2 separate regions of the Mus musculus genome follow, and region 1 is linked to region 2. The links are chromatin contacts, called in public promoter capture Hi-C maps. All regions are on one chromosome and are shown on one strand. The core of a region is the stretch at or near the end of the contact, and the rest is flanking DNA. Distances in the headings are between cores, read along the strand shown. Region 1 holds the start of Cenpv (centromere protein V). Region 2 holds the start of H3f4 (H3.4 histone).

Region 1 (6,561 bases), core at 3,961-6,460, 3.6 Mb before region 2:
ACTTAACTATTTTAAAACAGAAATATCACTTTCTATTTCCTGTTTTTAAAGTACACTTTTTGTTTGCTTGCTTGTTTGTTTTGTATTTTGAGACAAGGTTTCTCTGTGTACCCCTGAATGTCCTGGAACTCTGTCGACTAAGGCTGGCTGTGAACTCAGATCTGCCTGCTTCTGTCTCCAAAATTCTGGGATTAAAGAAGTATGGCAGGATGCCCTGCTGCTGTTTCTATTTTATGGGTGTGGCTGTTTTGTCTGTATGTATGTCTGCACACTATGTGGTATAGAACCAAAGAACAGAAGAGGGCGTTGGCTCCCCTGGGACTGGAGTTACAGACAGTTGGGAGTCACCGTGAGGGCACTGAGAATTGAACCTAGGTCCTCTGGACCAGCAGCTAGTGCTCTTGAACACTGAGCCATCTCTCCAGCTCCTACTTTTTATCTTCATGAATTGACTTTTATTTATTATTAATTATTACTAGTATTATTTTGATTTTCTTTTAAAACAGTGTTTCTCTGTATAGCTTAAGCTGTCCTGGAACTCACTTTGTAGGCAAGGCTGGCCTCAAACCCACAGAGATCTGCCTGCTTCTGCCTCCCAAGTGCTGGGATTAAAGGTGTGTGTACCCATACCCCAGTTTATATGGACTTTTTATATTGTAAATCTTTTGTCATATACTTCTACCATATGCAATTGTAAGACATTTTCTTTTTCACTTCTTTAAAATCCAGGGAACTTTTGAGGTTTTCTTTTTAAATTATGTGTCTCTGAGTAAGTGCAGGAGAATGAGGCACCAGCTGAGGCCAGAGGGGTCCTGTCCTCTAGAGCTTGAATATCAGGCAGTTGTGGGCCAATGACATGGGTGCTGGGGACTGTACTAGGTTGACTGCAAGAACAGTACCAGCTCTTAACTGTTCTTCAGCTCTGGGACAAATTTTTAAAATATTTATTTATTTATTATATGTAAGTACACTGTAGTGTGCCTTCAGACACTCCAGAAGAGAGCATCAGATTTCGTTACAAATGGTCATGAGCCACCATGTGGTTGCTGGGATTTGAACTCAGGACCTTCATAAGAACAGTCAGTGCTCTTAACTGCGGAGCCCTCTCTCCAGCCCCGACAAAAAATTTTTATGTGAAATTTGCATAAGCAAGTCTTTTCTTCAGCCCAGGCTGGCCTTGAACTCACTCCATAGCCAAGGACGACTTTGAACTTCTGCTCCTTCAGCCTCTACCTCCAGACTGCTGAGATTATAAGCAAAATTATGCCCAGTTTTATAGGATGCATTGACATCAAGTATATAACTTTCTTAAGATATATGAGTACACTGTAGCTATCTTCAGACACACCAGAATAGGGCATCTGATCCCATTACAGATGGCTGTGAGCCACCATGTGGGAGCTGGGAATTGAACTCAGGACCTCTGGAAGCACACAGCCAGTGCTCTTAACCACTGAGCCATCTCTCTAGCCCCAAGTACAGAACTTTTAAGTCAAATGGTGGTGGCTCATTCCTTTAGGAGGCAGAGGCAGGTGGGACTCTCTGTGTTTGAAGCCAGTCTGGTTTACACAGAGAGCTACAGGGCAACCAGAGTTTCATAATGAAGCCCTGTCTCAAAACAAGAAAAACAAAAAACAGGAACCCTGAAGCCATTAAATAACTCCCCATTCCCTTTCCTTTAACCTCTAGTAACCTGTCTTTTGTTTGTTTATATATTTATTTATTTATTTTTGGTTTTTCGAGATAGGGTTTCTCTGTATAGCCCTGGCTGTCCTGGAACTCACTCTGTAGACCAGGCCACTGGGGATGGGCATTGAAGTTTCAAAAGCCTGGACCAGTCTCGTCTCTGTCTGCTGCTGCTTTTGAACCAGATGTGAACTCTGAGCTACTGCTCCAGTGCCACCTCTGCCTGCCTGCCACCATGCTCCCTGCTGTGAAGGTCATAGACTTGAACCTTCTGCAACTGTAAGCTCCCAATGAACTAGTATAAATTGTCCTGGTCATTGTGTCTTACCACACCAATAGAAAAGTAACTAAGACAATAAGTCTGTTGGGTATTTTCTTTCTTCTCGATTGATGTGAGAGGGCCCAGCCCATTGTGGGGAGTGCAGCCCTTGACAGATGGTCCTGGGTTGTATAAAAATAAAAAGCAACCCAAGAGAGTCATTCATCCATGGTCTCTGCTTCAGTTCCTAATTCCAGGTTCCTGCCTTGAATTCCTTCTCTGACTTCCCTCAATGATGGACTGTAAGCTGTAAGATGAAATAAACATTTTTCACCCCAAGTTTCTTTTGATCATGGTGTTTATCACAGCAAGAGAAAGCAGCCTAAGACATAAACCTGACTTTAAAAAATGGACTGTCTTTTAAAAACAATTTATTTTTAATTGTGTCTGTGGGTATGTGCATGCATGAGTGTAGGTGCCCAAGAAGTTGAGGAGACATCAGATCCTCAAGTTACAGTCAGTTGTGAGCTGCCCGAAGTATGTGTTGGGAACCCAGCTTTACAACAGCAGTACCGTACCAACTCTTTAGCCCCAAAAGGATTCCCAAACAGAAGCCATCCAAAAGTTCAGCAACCGAATGAAAAGGTAGCATTACTACAGGACAGAGAAATGCGAAACCGAAGGAAGTGATGTCATGGCACAGCCTCAGAAAAGCTAAGTGAAAAGACCAGCGGTGTGACTTCTGTGAGGTATGGAGCAACTGCAGACCTCATCCAGTGCTGGCAGAGCATAAAACCGGCCGGCCAGCTTAAAACCTTCATAGTTCCTTAAAAAGAATGATGCTCGCTAGGCATGGTGGCACATGCCTGTAGTCCTAGCATCTGTGACAGGTAGAGGCAGGAGGATTGTTGAATAAGACAACACTGACTACATAAGACTTGGTCACAACACAGTCTTAACCTGTGAACCAGAAATTCCACTTTGAATGTTTGGAGAGAAACTGATCTACCAAAAGACTTGGGTAAAAATGTAAAAGTGAATACAAGCTTTATCACATTTGTACAAATTAGAAACAAAAGTAGTTAAGAGAATAAATGTAAGGGGACTAGGGGCTAGCCTGCCACACACACATGAAGCCCTGAGTTAGGATTCCTAGCACCCATATAAAAGTGGACACTGGGGTCACAAGTCTGTAGCCCCACCCACTGTGGAGCTGCTAGGGAAAGTCATCTCCTTGAGTTCAGTGACCCTCCAGTGTAGGCAGAGTGTGAGCTCCCGTTTCAGTGAGGAACCCTCCCTCAGGATGAAGGTGGAGAACCATGAAGACACCCATCATTGAACTCTGACATACACTTGCAACACACACACACACACACACACAAAATAAACGGTGATATATTCTTATGTAAATTTTCTCCCCCACTGCTGTGCCAGTCAGGACAGAAACTGATTCAGAAGCCATGAAGGAAGAACACTGCTTACAGGCTTGCTCAGCCTGCTCTCATAGAGTGAGTCCAGGACCACCTGCCCAGGGGTGATGGTGATCAATAATGAATCAAGGAAATGACCTACAGACTTACCCACTAATTTGATGGAGGCATTTTTTTTTCAGTTAAGGTTCCCTCTCTGATGACCCTTGTTTGTGTTGCATTAACAAAAGCCAATCCGCATAGATCATATTGACATCAATAAATTATATATGTACATATATGTATATATGTGTGTATATATAATATCAATTATTTCCAAAATGTTGAACAGTATTAGATTTAACAATGTACATGCTATTTTTGAAATGACATTCAAAGATAGGCTAAAGTAGTGTGGTAGATCACACCTGTGATTCTAGCACTTGGGAGGTTGAGGCTGGAGAATAGGTACAGGTTTGAAGCCAGCCTTAGCTACTTAGTGAGTCTAGGACTAGACTAGGCTAAAGAATGAAGCCCTGACTCAAACAAGCCCGGCAGCCAAGTAAAGGTGCCTGTCACCAGACAGCTTGTTTGGTGCAAGAAGAGAACTCATGGTGTAGACTGTCTTCTGCTCCCCATGCACCCGCATACTTCGCTCTCCTCCTGAATAAAGATTTTTAAAACTGTAATGTGTATCAGGAGGTGGAGGCAGGCAGATCACAGTGAGCTAAGATAAACCTGAGCCTTATTCGTGAGTTCCAGGCCAGCCAGGGCTACACGGTTAGACCTTGTCTCTAAATACACAAAACAGGCGAAAGTAAGTCACAGTGAGAAAAAGCCAAAACAAAACAGTGGTCACTTCTGCTTGCTTTTTGGAGATAGTCTAGATGTGGCTAGGATATGCCACATCTGAATTGGTGCATGCAAATCTGTACATTTAAGATACGGGCACAAAGGAAACACCAAAACAAATTATGCATCTAGGAAGTTTCAATTATTGAGAACTTTGTGTTAAAACTTAATGAGGATTTATGAATTAATCAAGCTGTATTTGGGAAAACCCATATTTTCATCATTAAAGATAATAAATGGACTCTATATTGTAATAAAATCAACAAAAACAGAACTAAGTTGAAAAATGAAAAATGCACCAAAAACGAGTAAAAGAAAACGTTTCTTTAAAAGTGTGAGAACAACTGAAAGGGTTTGGAGACTATCTGGGATACCGCAGTGGATGGTTCTTGGGATTTTTGTCTTTAAACGTCAATACGGTATTCTGCAAAAGCTTATGAATGGAATGTAATCCTGGATCCATTTACTTAAAATTGAAAACAAAATCTAGGGCTGGGAATGTGGCTCAGTGCAAGAGTGCTTTCTCAAAGCTGTGGGTCCTATTCTCAGTTCTGCAAAACCACCAAAAAACCTGTTGACCATTGATCAAACTGACTCCAGCTGTCATTTATGCTTCCAGTAGCAGATATCCGACAATTTACATACTACGTTAGCTCACATTAGGTACATGATGGCCTCTGCCAAGTTGGTAGTGTTACCACCTTGGAAACCACGAAGTCACCCAAGCGTGCCAGCTCTGATGTGGCCGTGAATTTATGAACTGAGGCCTGACCCAGGTCCCCAGTTAGAAATGTGTGGTTGGAGTCAGTGGAGGCTGGAAGCTCCTTCGCTGATCAAACGGGCACCGCTACCTGCAAGCGCAGGTGCAGGCGCGGTCTCGTTAGACCCTCAGCGCTCGGCCGGCCCCACGGCCAGGGTCTCTTAGTTGGGTCCCTAGCTCGCGTGTTCCGGAGCGCCGCGCACCACCCCCGGGGCCTTCAGGTTGTCGGAGGCGGGGACGCGCATCGGCCGGCGGGAGCGCGCAGAGCCGAGAGGCCTGCGAGCCCGGCTGAGGGAGACATGCGGCGGACTCGCAGTGCCGTGGCCACCGGCCCGCGGGAGCAGCGGCGCTCGGGGGCCACCGGGGGCTTGAGCGGCGGCGAAAGCCGCGCGCAGCGCTCCCGGAGCAGGACTAGGGCCGGGGCCGGGGGCGGGGGCGGGGCGGTCGGTCCGCAGCCGTCGGCAAAGCCGCGGCCCAAGCCACCGCCGCGGGCCCAGGAGGCGGCCGCCGAGGAGCCACCGCCGGCGGTCACCCCCGCCGCCTCGGTGTCGGCGCTCGACCTGGGGGAGCAGCGGGAGCGCTGGGAGACGTTCCAGAAGCGGCAACGGCTCAGCTTCGAGGGCGCCGCCAAGCTGCTGCTGGACACCTTGTGAGTGTGTCGGGGGCGGCGGGCCGGCACACGCGAGGTGCGCACGGGCGGCGGGACCCGAGGGCTGAGTGCTGAGCCGTTGGCGGGCTGCTCCGGACGGTGTCGGGCTGAGTGCGCGGAAGGGCCCCTCAGGGTGAAAAAACAGACATCCCCCGGCTTGCCAGCTACCAAGACCGTTTTACCCGTTTTTGCACGTGCTTTCGGGGAGTGGGCGGGAGGAAAGGTCGAAGTGGAGAATTTAGTGACCCGAGGAGCGAAGGCCGGTTGTTCTAATCAGTTCCCCGGAGGGAGGGTGCAGGGTGCGGTTATTGATCTCGGAGGGAAAGGCGCGCAAAGCGTTGTCCAGGACGGGCGCTTGCAGGGGGAATGGGGAGTTAAGGTGTTATGTTCTCATCCCCGGTCCGGGCTGGCAGCTCCCCCAGTCTGTGCTTCTGAAGTGCTTCCAGCTTCTTTGGTGGCCTAAGGAGCAGATCTGAGGTCCGTTATTGGGGAAAAGAGCTGATGACTACTCTGGCCAGATGCCTGCTCTTTGGCAAATGTAATGTGAACCCCTTCCTCCTTTACCCATTGTGCTCCGAGAAAAACCCAGTACCCTTGTCTTATAGCCCTCACTCGCAGATGAATTAAAAAGAACAATAAAAGACAAAGAAAACTAACGTTAACCCAACAATTGTTTAACAACCTGAACTACTTTTCATAACAACAAGATGCTCTTTTGTCTTTGTCCCAGAATTAGTTCTCTTGGTTTTGGTGGATCCTCTAAGAACTGGAGTATTTAGTTAGCTTTCTATCTGTTTCGTTTATTCAATTTTATCCCCTTGGGCTATAAATTGAATGCTTTAAAACATTAAAACAAAAATCAGTTAAAACTTAAAAAAAATGAAATATAACACGGAGTACCTGTTGTGTACTAGCTACTGGGAGATCTAAATGATACTATATAAAA
Region 2 (6,395 bases), core at 1,824-4,323:
TCTCTACCCAAAAGGCTGCAATAGTCAAGGGTCAGAACTATGTCTTTAACTCACCCCTGGTAAAACAAAGAAACTTAGAAAGGAATAGAAATCCTTTCAGTTAAGGTGCAATGCAGAAAAGATACAACAAAACACAGATACAGGGGTTCCATATAGACACATGGACACACCAGCACATTCATACGCAAGTACAGGGCCTGCATGTAGACATGCAGATACATATACAAGCTTGCACATGGGTAAAAATGTTTGTAACTACACATGCACACATCCACACAGAAAACGTGCAAGCCCACTTACACACCACAACAAACACAGGCATGTGAACATGGATGCACTCTGAAGGCACATACAGCATGCACACGTGCACAAGAACACACATGCATGCATCCCTCAAGTCCAAGTCCTGCTAACGCAGGCGGTGGAGACCCTGAACTGCCCCTAATTCTGCTTCCCAAGGTCCTTTTTGAGAATTTGGGAATGAGGTCGACTCTCAGTGCTCCCCATCTTGTTCTCTCCTCTGAATCCTGAAAGCCAAGCATCTTCGGATATTCCAGAGTGGCTGCCATGTTAATTTCATCTGAACTTTCTATGAGCAGAGCACAGGGCATTACCTTCTCCCGACCCAATCTCAAGAGTCTCACCACCTAGTCAGAACCACCTAGTCTGACCTAGTCTGACCACCTAGTCAGAACCAGGGCCAAAGGGCCCTGGCTTCCCTAGAGCAGAGACAGACATCAGGGTTCTTGGGTCATCTAAGGTCAATGAGGGCTCATCCAGGAGACCCACGTAATCAGAGTGGTCCACGGTTTGAAGCTTATGGTTTGACTTTGGTGGGGACAGGAGAAGGAACCCCCTAGTCTCGACCCAGACAGTGAGTGAGCGAGCGAATTCTCTGGACGGTGGTTACTCACAAGGAAGGAGCCTTGCACTGCGCCAGGTGCCAGGGGCAAGTGCGCCGCATGGGGGAAAGGCTGGGTTTGTGCTACAGCACTAGGGAAGACCAGGAGCTGGGGCAGAGGGCCATTGTGGCGTCAACTCACGCAGGCAGGTTGCTTGGCAGAGATGCCGCGGGGGCGGGGCTGAGGCTGCTACACCGAAGGGAGGAGGCGGGGGCTTCGTTGCTTAGGGTGGAGCCAGGGAGAAGGGGGCGGTGACAGAAATATGGCTTCGCTAGACCATATTTGTGGGACCAATAAATAGATCAATAGGGCAAAGAGATTAGGTGGAGACTCAGGTGGGGAATGCAGGGAAAATGTGGTCGGGTTTGCATGGATTGAGGCTAGGAAAATGAAAAGGGGGCAATTTAGAAATTAGCAACTCAAAGTTGGGAGGTGGTGATCCCTGCCTTTAATTTCAGCACTCGGGAGGCGGAGGCAGAGGCAGGCTCATCTCTGAATTTGAGGCCAGAGGGAGTTCCAGGACAGCCAAGGCTACACAAACAGTCTTTAGACTCACCCACCCCCCCATCCTGCCCCCCTCTACCTCCCCTCTGCCTCCTTGCCCTCCCCTGCTCCCCCATCCCTGGGCTTGGAGACATAATGGGCTTCAAAACTCTTCAGTTGCATACTTATATTATATGCACACCCTAGGAGTAATTTATGTATTTAACATTGGCATTAATGAGTGATTCCACTACAAAGGAGAGGTAAAGTTTTCTGTGTTAACCTCACAGGCTTATTCAGGCTATTCCCCTCAGCCCTCCACTAATGCAGTTCAGTTAACCATCTCGGGTTCCTCCCAGTTTGATTTCTGATCAAGCCGGTTAGTCTCCATGCCGGTCATCTCTGAACACCACCCTTTTTGTATGGCTCAGAAGTCATACAGTACTGGACAGTATGAAAAACCAAGGCTCAGAGAATTAAACTCCAGCGCAAAACATCCTTTTGATAAGAGAGGTTCCTATTGCTTACAACTCAGGTTGAGTCAAGACAACAGCTAGACTTTCGTACCCTACAGGAATCGTTTAAGACAGGATTCTCTGGATGTGTCCCCTGGAAATATGTAAGTTAACACTTTCCTGACTCTTTTGCTGCCGCCGTTAACAGATGGGCAAAATTAACTTTAATCAAAGGCAGTTCACTGGGCTTTCCATCAGGAGAAAGGCCAACTTTTCAAGTACAGGAATAGCTAGCCTTTTTAATACCAGGCATTATGAGCCTTAAAACACAAAACATAAGTAACTTGGTTACTGAGCAGATGCGTTTGGATACTATCAACTATGCAAACATAGCACGTTTACTGCCGGTAGGAGCTACCTTCACTTGGTAAAACCAGTCAGCAACACAACCATCATCTTGTAGTACAAGGGCTCAGGCCACTATACCTATCAAGGGAAGGCAGGTTAGAATAGGACGGAGCTGCAAGTCAAATAGCTCAATGGGCAAGGATTAGCTGCTAAGCCCTCTAGACTGATCTGGGGAGACACTTCGATTGCCGGCCACCTTGTCTTCACCTCCTGAGGAGACAGGACACCTAAGTCTACGTTACAGACACTTTTTCTGACTCTGTGGGTGGCTCTGAAAAGAGCCGTTGGGTTCATGAGCGGTGCCTGTGGGAGCCTAAGCCCGTTCTCCGCGGATGCGCCGAGCCAACTGGATGTCTTTGGGCATGATGGTCACCCGCTTGGCGTGGATAGCGCACAGGTTCGTGTCTTCGAACAGCCCCACGAGGTACGACTCGCAGGCCTCCTGCAGCGCCATCACCGCGGAGCTCTGGAAGCGCAGGTCGGTCTTGAAGTCCTGGGCGATCTCACGCACCAAGCGCTGGAATGGCAACTTGCGAATCAGCAGCTCGGTGGACTTCTGGTAGCGCCGGATCTCGCGCAGCGCCACCGTGCCAGGGTGGTAGCGGTGCGGCTTCTTCACGCCCCCGGTGGCCGGGGCGCTCTTGCGGGCCACCTTCGTGGCTAGCTGCTTGCGCGGAGCCTTGCCTCCCGTCGACTTCCGTGCCGTCTGCTTGGTGCGTGCCATCTTCCTGAATCGTCCGCCTCCCTTGCTCCTCAGGTGCACAATGTGGGGGGCGAGTAGCACTGCTTTTATAGACCCAGCTACATTCCTATTGGCTGCCCACCAGGTGGCATTATGGGATGCTGCACTCTGATTGGTCCATTGGGGGATTGACTTTACACCCTGCCTCTTATATTCTCTCTGAGTGGTGTGGACTCTGGAACTGTTAGTTGCGGCTCGGTAGGAGGGCAGCGGGGTCTGTGGAAAAAACTCAAGTCGCTTTCTTGGAGCTTTTATTGTTGTTGTTAAATAAAAAAACAAAACAATCTTGCCTCGACTCCCAAGACACAAAGAACCTTCTAGAACCTTTCTGCATGCTTCCTTTATATAACAACGAGGCATAGTTTTCCTGAGTTCTGGAATACTAAAAAAACATCCACCTGGTCTGAGGACGCCCCTGGGGGCGAGGGCTGGAGGTAGCTCAGCAGTTAAGCTTAATTCCAGGACTCGGGAGGCAAAGGATGGTGGATATCTGTGTGTTTGAGGTTAGCCAGGGCTACATAGTATTAACACTATTTTTTAAAAATAGGGAGGGGTAGAGATGGAAAAAAATAAAGAGAAAAACGAAAAGAAATTGTGTCGTTTGCTGGAACAATGGAAAGAACTCAAGATCACAGTGTTAAGTAAGCTGGATCCAGGCAGGAAGAAAAGCATGGCATGGGTTCTCTAGCATGTGGAAGCTAGATTAAAAAAAAAAAAAAAAAAAAAGCATAAAAATGGGGTCGGGGTGGTATTTATAGAGAGAAAGGGACCAGAGGGAAGAGGAAAAAAAGGGGAGAGCTGGTGTGTGTGTGTGTGTGTGTGTGTGTGTGTGTGTGTGTGTGTGTGTGAAGTTATCAAAATGAAACCCATTACTAAGCACAGTTAACGTACGTTAATTAAAAAAAAAAAAAAACTAGAAGATATGACTCAAAGAACAGTAGTCCATGCTTATAACTTCAGTACTCGGTAGCTGAATCAGAAGGATAATAATTTTGAGGCTTAGAGTACACTGAAATGACGCTTTATCAAACAAAATAAAACATCTTTAGATCTGAAAGAAAATTAGGAAAAAAAAAAAAAAAAGGATTTCTGAAGCAAAGGCTTTCAAGGATAACATGGGCTGTATTCAAGGATTCCCCCAAAGGTCACAATCAGGGTATCAAACAATAGTAATAATGATTATTTAGATCACGTCAGAGGATGAGAAATGTCGTCCACATAATTTCAAAAAACGTGAGTCCAGAAAAGGATAGAAATCAAACTGTGGTGCATCTTTACGGATTTGGTTAAAAAATAGAACTCACTGACAATCATGGTGTTTTGCTTCCAAACGTGTATGTGTAGTTTAAACTGACGCCGGTGAACGCCAAAGCGGGGAATCCCGAGCCCGTGCCTGCGGTGTGCGGTCGCGGGTAGGCGCTACGCCAACCGGAGGACGTGGGTCGTCCATTGGTGGTGCCCAGGAACCGGGACGTCCCGGCCCGCGCCACTCTCTAGTGCCAGCTTATGGATACAGTGACAGGGAAAATAGCTTCACGTTCAGAAAGAACCGAAACTCTTGCCTCTGGGAATGTACGACCCTGTGAGACATCGGCGACACACACAGGGCTTGAAATTCTGAGGGAGCCAGGGAGGAAGGAGCTGTCCATCTTGCACCTCACACAGCCAATTGGATCAGTCAGAGCTTTTGGACTGACCAATCAGAAAACGCCCCCGAGCATGCCCATGCTCCGGAGCCGGAGAGGGCAAAGCGCGTCGCTTCTCCAGCACCCAAGGCCGAGGTGCCCATCAGAGGACGCGGGAAACCTTCTCTACACCCCGGTGCTCACGCTCCCACACTCCCGCACCCCCAAACCTCGGCAAGGCCAGACTACAGCTGTCACCGCGTTGGTTCCCGAGCTGGGCGCTGCACCTATGGAAGCCACTGCTGTAATCTTAATTTTTTTTTTTTAATTTCTTTTATTTTATTTCAACTAGACTGCGCCGAGCTTCCCAGAGAAGTCACACCATACAAGGCTGGATGTAATGCAGAGCAGCGTCTCAAAATCTGAGAAGGATCTTCTTTCCTTTCTGGAGCCTGTAGTTTTCTTTCCCTATTAAATTTCCCCCATTCATTATTCGATCTGCACCTATGCCTTGTGGGAAAGGATCAAATGAAGGTTTAGTGTTAGGGGTGGAAGATGGGGGCGGGAGCACAACAGTGGGACAGCGTTGCCCTCTCAGTTTCCTGCTACTTGCCATGGGAGTGCAATTTCTTCCCATCGCCAGCTTAGACAGGGAAGAAATCCTTTGTTTTAAATTAACTTAACAAATACATAGTTAGCACTATGTGCAAGGCATACTCAACGCATGCGAGTGACAGTAGACATAAATGTATGTGCCTCTGCACTCTTTGACGTCGATGGTAGCCAGTTGAGCTGATCACAACATTGCAGTTTATCCCTAAGCAGGAATGAAGCGACTATGTAGGGAACTGGAAAGAGGAACAGGAACAGAAACTTAGCGAGTACTGGAAGAGGAGTTTTGTTTTTAGTTTGTTTCGTTTTTGACAGCTATCCTAACAGGAGCGAGGTGAATCCTCACTATGGTCTGATTGGTCAGCAACTGTAGCGATTTCAAAGATCGTGTGTGTCTTTACAGTAATTCCTATTTGGGGTCCTTTTGCTTTAAAATTCGAGCTGTTTGCTATTGAATTATAGGGCTTTGCTGTTTTAGATATTAACTCACTGATCAAATGTATGGCTATCTCACTTCTTTATGTGTATTTTTTTTTTTTTTTTGGTCGTAGCAGCTCAAGACTAAAACAGGTATATTTTGTCCGTTTTTTGAGATGAATCATGGGTGTGTGTTGGAACTGTTTAGAGAGGGAGGAAAACTTCATGTGACCCAGATGCCAGTGGGGACAACAGGCTGCCTTTAGCAGGTGGGGATATCCCTCAGGTGCTATCATGCAGTTTGGGGAGAGTTACGGATTTGTGGAAACGGTGGTTTTGGTGCTATCACAAGAAAAGAGGGCCGTTCACGGTCATCAGCCAAACCTGGGATGTGCAGCAAGGAGGCCTGAGACCCCTGCCTACTACACATCCATCCCGCTTTGCCATTCATATTAGGAAATTAGCTGTCTACACAGCCTGAGTCCAACTGGCCTGGCAGTTGTTCTGAACCCCAGAATTTAGCTTGAGGGACAGAATGGAAAGTGCAGCCTCTGTGGTCCTTGAAGCACCCCATTAGCCTACTGGAGACGCTTTCATGACTTTCCAGCTGACCCCCACTGATTTCCCAGTTGACCTCTCCCGGCTCTTCAACTTTCTTGAGTTATCTCTACTGAATGTGCATCGAGCTTCATGACAATGATTTTTGGTCAGCCTAGTACAACTATTTACCCTATAGTTACATTGCATTGTT

What was found. Promoter capture Hi-C pulls out the DNA fragments that hold promoters and counts their contacts.
Region 1: a contact with region 2 is called in a promoter capture Hi-C map of pre-B cells, with 4 times the contacts expected there. The contact joins the promoter of Cenpv here to the promoter of H3f4 in region 2.

Annotation. Positions count from the first base shown.
Region 1 is chr11:62,537,910-62,544,470 of GRCm38.p6, reverse strand. Cenpv (centromere protein V) reads left to right here and starts at 5,210. Exons shown (of 5, transcript NM_028448.1): 1 at 5,210-5,615. The coding sequence starts at 5,266.
Region 2 is chr11:58,958,389-58,964,783 of GRCm38.p6, reverse strand. It overlaps H3f4 (H3.4 histone), which reads right to left and starts at 3,073. Exons shown (of 1, transcript NM_001318003.2): 1 at 2,511-3,073. The coding sequence starts at 2,972. The coding sequence ends at 2,562. Trim17 (tripartite motif-containing 17) reads right to left here and starts at 1,003. Exons shown (of 7, transcript NM_031172.3): 1 at 915-1,003.